2 separate regions of the Triticum aestivum genome follow, and region 2 is linked to region 1. Evidence: chromatin contacts called from public HiCAR-type data. All regions are on one chromosome and are shown on one strand. The core of a region is the stretch at or near the end of the contact, and the rest is flanking DNA. Distances in the headings are between cores, read along the strand shown. Region 1 holds the start of LOC123156820 (mitogen-activated protein kinase 4). Region 2 holds the start of LOC123155797 (zinc finger CCHC domain-containing protein 10).

Region 1 (2,700 bases), core at 93-2,592:
ATCCTTCAAGGCAATGACATTCTCATGGCGCAGGTGCCGAAGGAGCTTCAGCTCGCGCAGCGTCCTCAGCGCATCCACGCGGTTGTCAAAGACGTTGTTTATCTTCTTGATGGCGACCTTTTCGTTGGTCTCCTGGTTGATCGAGGAGCAAACTATCCCGTAGGCTCCTCTCCCGATGGGCTTGATCGGCACGTACTTGGTGTCGATCTCGAACATGGTCTGCCACATGGTGTAGTAGTGCTTCCCGTGGTTTCCCATGCCATTCGGGGGATCCACCATCATCGCCATTTTCTGCGGAGAAGAAGGAAACATAGAGTTACCAGTCTATTAATTGAGAACAAAGGAAGCATAACAAGGAAAAAGTTTACTAGTTTAGGGTGCCAATTTAATTTTGCCAAGTCTTATCAGCTTGACCCATGGTACTAACAGTCTCTGTTTCCACCCCACACACAAGTCATCATCACCCTAACACAAGTGTCTAACAGGCTAACACGGTGAGCGACGCTCATCCGCCTTGGCCAATTTAATTTTGCCAAGTCTTATGAGCTTGACCTTTTCCATGGCACAACTACTAGCAGCATGTGTTTCCACCCCCACAATTTTATCCTCAACCTAACACCAGTGTCTGCCTAACACTGTTTGTTTGACTGACCCAGTCCCAGTGGTGTGTTTTGAAACGAATCAGAGCCACCCTCTGACCCCAAGCCCAGCGGCCAGCGCAGCACAATCCAAAGCTGGGCGCTGCAATCCGCCGCCGAATCGGACCGAATCGGCCGCATTTCGACGCAACTCCTCCCGGCTGCCCCTAACACGAGCATCCTACCGGCGACCGGAGCCGGAAGCAAACCCAATTCGCCACCCGCATGCATAAGCTCTTGCTTTGCTTCGCCTCAAGAAAGGGAACGAAAATGGAGGAGGAGGGGGCGAGCCCCCCGCCCCGTGTGCGGGCGGGATCGATCACTCACCTCAGGACGCGGCAGCAGCAGCGTCGGCGGCGGATCTGGAGAAGCAGAGCACGTCCGGGAGCGGGGGAGGAAGGGGGTGGGGAGCGCACGCGGAGACGGAGGCAGGGGCAGAGGGCGACCGAGCAGGAGGGCTCTCTGTCTATTTTTTATTTCGGGGAAGGAAGGAAGGAAGGAACGAACGTACGCACGCACGTAGCTCCACTGGACTTGTGGGAGTGGTGACGAGGAGATGGCGATGGATGGGTGCCGCTCAGGTACAGCGAAGGGGCGGGCAGCTAGCGATGGAACACGCGGCAGGCTGAGGAAGATGATGAGGAAGGCCTCATGTGGCCGCCCTATATATACCCGCCGCCCTGCCCACATGGCCGGCCTCGGGACACATGGCCGTCGCCGCTCCTCGGGACCGGGATCGAGACCAATCGACGAGGCGACCCTGCTTCATCATCGTCCTTCCGGTCCGGGTAAGCCGCCCACCGGCTTTCCGGCAACGCATCGCACGTGCGCGCCCGGCCCCGCCCCCGCGTAGCGTGCGGCGCTGGGGCGACGGCTCGGAACTAGCGTGCGTGCGTGGCCGGCGTCGGGCGGGGCCACGAGGGCGCGCTGGGCTCGGGCGGTAGAGTAAAATGTGGGTCGTTTTCCGGATCGGTGCACTAGTTGGGTTGCTTTGCCGGCGCGCGCGCCTTTCCTCTCCCCGTTGAGCCAGCCAGCGGCAGAGGCGCGTATGGACGTGATTGACGCCAGGGATGTCATGGCATGCATGGTTTCGCCGCGTGATGCGGGTTCGGCGAGTTTATCGTCCTAGATATTTGGGGTCATGTCCATGATGATGAGTCAGTGGTTACGCTTAACCACTCGGCTTCCCGATTATAGTTAGCGCTGCAGATATTGTATTATTTGATCAACTTTGGGCCACCACGTCTTGCGAGGTCAGCTGCCTAATTTTGTTTGGACATTTTGAGTCCTGGAGGATTTTTTTTACTCTAGTGCTTTCTCTTTTGAATGAGAAAAATAGCGTGTTAAGGGCATCTCCGGCGATCCGTAAATTTCCTCCCGCACCTGTCAGCGGACAGGGACTACGGAGGAGTTACGCCAGGGCTGCCATGCCATGCATGGTTTCACCGCGTTATGCGGGTTCGGTGAGTTTATCGTCCTAGATATTTGGGGGTCATGCCCATGATGATCAGTTAGTGGTTACGCTTACGCACTCGGCTACCCGAATCCATGATGATCAGTCAGTGGTCACACTTACGCACTCGGCTGCTCGATTACTGTTTAAGTGCTGCCAGATACTGTATTCTTTGATCATCTTCGGTTATCCTCCAACTTTGGGCCACCAAGTCTTGCGAGGTCAACTGCTTAAATTTGTTTGGTCATTTTGAGTCCTGGAGGTTCTTTTAGCTCTAGTGTTTTTTTTTCAATGAGAAAAATAGCGCGTTAAGGGCATCTCTGGCGACCCTCAAATCCCCCCTCACCTGTCCACGGACAGGGACTACGGAGGAGTGATGCCAGGGCTACCATGGCTTGCATGGTTTCGCCGCGTGATACTGGTTCAGCGAGTTTATCGTCCTAGATATTTAGGGGTCATATCCATGATGACCAGTCAGTGGTTACGCTTACCCACTCGGCTGCCTGAATCCATGATGACCAGTCAATGGTTACGCTTACGCACTCGGCTGCCCAATTATAGTTTAAGCGCTGCCAAATATCGTATTCTTTGATCATCTTGGGTTATCCT
Region 2 (2,700 bases), core at 107-2,606, 650 kb after region 1:
GTGGCACCCGTGGAAATACCGTGCGTGAGGGCGCAAAGTGATATGATGTGTTACATGCTAGATCGGTGTGACTTAGGATCGGGGTCCTGACAGTAGAGTGGGTCCCAGTCCTTGTCGGTGGGAGGGCTCCGTTTTTAGATCTTTCTTCGAGTTTTGTTAGTGTTCGTGTTCTGCTCAGAAAGGCGAGACGGCGGTGGCTCTTTGAAGATGAAATAAAGGTCTCTCTGCCTAATCCCCATTTCGGTGATGCGTCTAGCATTGCGGTGGACGTGTGGAGTTGTGTCTCCGGCAGATATGTCTTTGGTGGATTTGCTCGGATCGAGTCATCGTTTGTCTATGTTCGTGTGTCTTCAGGTTGGAACCTTCTGATCTACGTTATTTTTCATTGGCGGCGGTTGCTGTTCTGGTGCGTTGGTCCTATGAGGCCTTAGCATGGCGTCTTCTCGACTGTCTAGTACGACATGTTTGCCCGGCTCCGGCGAGGGAGGGGCGATGGCAGTGGCGCACCTTTATTGTACTACCATGATTGAAGATGAATAGATCGAAAGTTTTTCTGCAAAAGAAAGTAGCGCAGAGTTCTTTAAAAATAATATTACAAACTCTGGCACTAATTCAGAAATGTTAAAAATCCCACTTCACATTTTTAGCGCTAAAAATCTAACAACCAGATTTGCCATGCAAACAGATAAATCTAACAACCAGATTTGCCATGCGAACAGATAAAATTGCCATGCATGTGAATAAAATTTGTCATGTTCTTATAATAAAAATTACCATGTACTCGCTTCGTCCCATAATGTAAGACGTTTTTTGACACTACACTAGTATCAAAAAACGTCTTACATTACAAGACGGAGTGAGTCGTAGAAAAAATCAACGGAATTTTTGTCATCGTGCAAGCGTGCAACGATTAATTGTCATGGATTTGATCATGATTCGACGTGTCTGACCGCGCAAGAATTTTAACCCTACAAATCTGATGTTAGATTTATATTGAAGTTCAAATAATTCAGTTTACAGTAGAATAAGAGAAGATGTTGGAGTGCGGTTATTCGGCTCCCGAGCTCATCTGATCGCGTGATGAACAGTAAATTAAAAAAAAATAGACAAATTCAAAAAATCTATTTCCTTTCAGGAACCAAATCATCTTCATACAATTTCTTTTAGATTTATCTAGTGTTTTTTTTTGAATTTTCTCTTAACCGGATCCAGATGAGCCAGAGCTCAGAAATGGATACTCGAAAATATCATCACATTAATTTGTTTTTCTTTTCGATTTCAAATACACCCCGCAAAAATAAATAAATAAAATACGCACACCCTAGATCCACCGTCAGATCGCGGTAGACTTTTCTCTCCTTCACCGTCTCCGTGTCTTTCTCCCCTTCCCCTCCGCCGACTCCTAAAATCCCCAACCCGACCCGAGCCGCGGCTCCTGACGAAAATCAATCCTCCATCCATCGTCGTGCCCTAGCGCTACCGCGGCCTCGCCGCCGACGCCTCAACCACCCCCCGGACGAGCCCCTCGCCTCTGCCGCGCGTCGCCGCCGCCGTCGACGTTCCTGTCCTACCTCGCCGCGTAGTCGCGGACCCTGCCCCCGCCCTACTCCGTCCGCGACTGCGCCGTTGGTCTTCGAGGTATGGTTGGTTCTCCGGTATCCGGTGATTAGTAGATTAAACCCCGCTGACCTCCGCCAATTTTGCTTGTGCTGGTGTGCGCCCTACAGATCCGCCCCTGGTTATTGCTTACATGTACCCAATTAGATGGCTGTTGTTTTGGTTGTGTCCTTATGTGTAGTCTGACTCAGATGGGTTATTCTGTTCGAGGTTATGTGCATGGAAGGGCCTTGAAGCAGCATAGTTGCTTTTGGTATATATAACTACGAATGTGTTTGTTGGCTAATGGGTAGTTTTGAGTTGCCACTGTATTTCTTTAGTTTAACATGACATTTTAAGGTTCTGGTATCATGTAATTTGCACTTCCTAGTAGAGTATCTATTTACTTACTCCCTCCTTCCATCTATATAGGGCCTAATGCGTTTTTTAAGACCGCCTTTGACTATTGACAAGATTAATAGTACATGACATGCACAATGTGAAAATTATATCATTGAAAGCTCCTTTCACACACGAATTTAACGGTGTGCTTTGTGTAAGTTGCATGCCATATATTATTGCTCTAATATTTGGTCAAAGTTAGCCTCAAAAAACGCATTAGTCCCTATATAGATGGAAGGAGGGAGTACTTATAGTTGTAAGAAGAGTCAATTACACCACCGGTGCCACAACTTGACGCGAAAAGTCAGTTTAGTGCTACAACTTGCGGCATACATTGAATTGGTGTCATAACTTGGCTTTGATGTGCATATACGGTGCAAATCACGTTTCTATACAAACATGGTGCTGATTAGGCACGCCGATGTGTGCGACTGGACGACGTGTGTCTGCTATTTGAGCAAGAAAAACCATCGGTATATTCTTTTTCTCATGAAAAAGCACCTGGTAGCGACCCATTTTTTCTCGCAGATGGGGCCTATTTTCGATCACGTGACCTGAGGCCAAACAAATACACCCAACATCATTACTTGTAAGTGGGCTGGAGTCCCAGTGACCCATTTACCGCCGGCCAAACAAATACACTCAACATCATTACTTGTGATTAACTGATACAAAAAGCATACAACCGTTCTGACTTCAGTG

The links. HiCAR-type assays count read pairs that join an accessible place to other places.
Region 2: a HiCAR-type map of leaf shows a contact between it and region 1, with 8 times the contacts expected there. The contact joins the promoter of LOC123155797 here to the promoter of LOC123156820 in region 1. A contact is called at or near these places in 1 of 5 Hi-C or Micro-C datasets (leaf) and 1 of 1 datasets of contacts at active chromatin or transcription factors (leaf).

Annotation. Positions count from the first base shown.
Region 1 is chr7B:577,925,458-577,928,157 of IWGSC CS RefSeq v2.1, forward strand. It overlaps LOC123156820 (mitogen-activated protein kinase 4), which reads right to left and starts at 1,343. Exons shown (of 3, transcript XM_044575004.1): 1 at 966-1,343; 2 at 1-291. The coding sequence starts at 1,328.
Region 2 is chr7B:578,573,157-578,575,856 of IWGSC CS RefSeq v2.1, forward strand. It overlaps LOC123155797 (zinc finger CCHC domain-containing protein 10), which reads left to right and starts at 1,357. Exons shown (of 2, transcript XM_044573929.1): 1 at 1,357-1,638.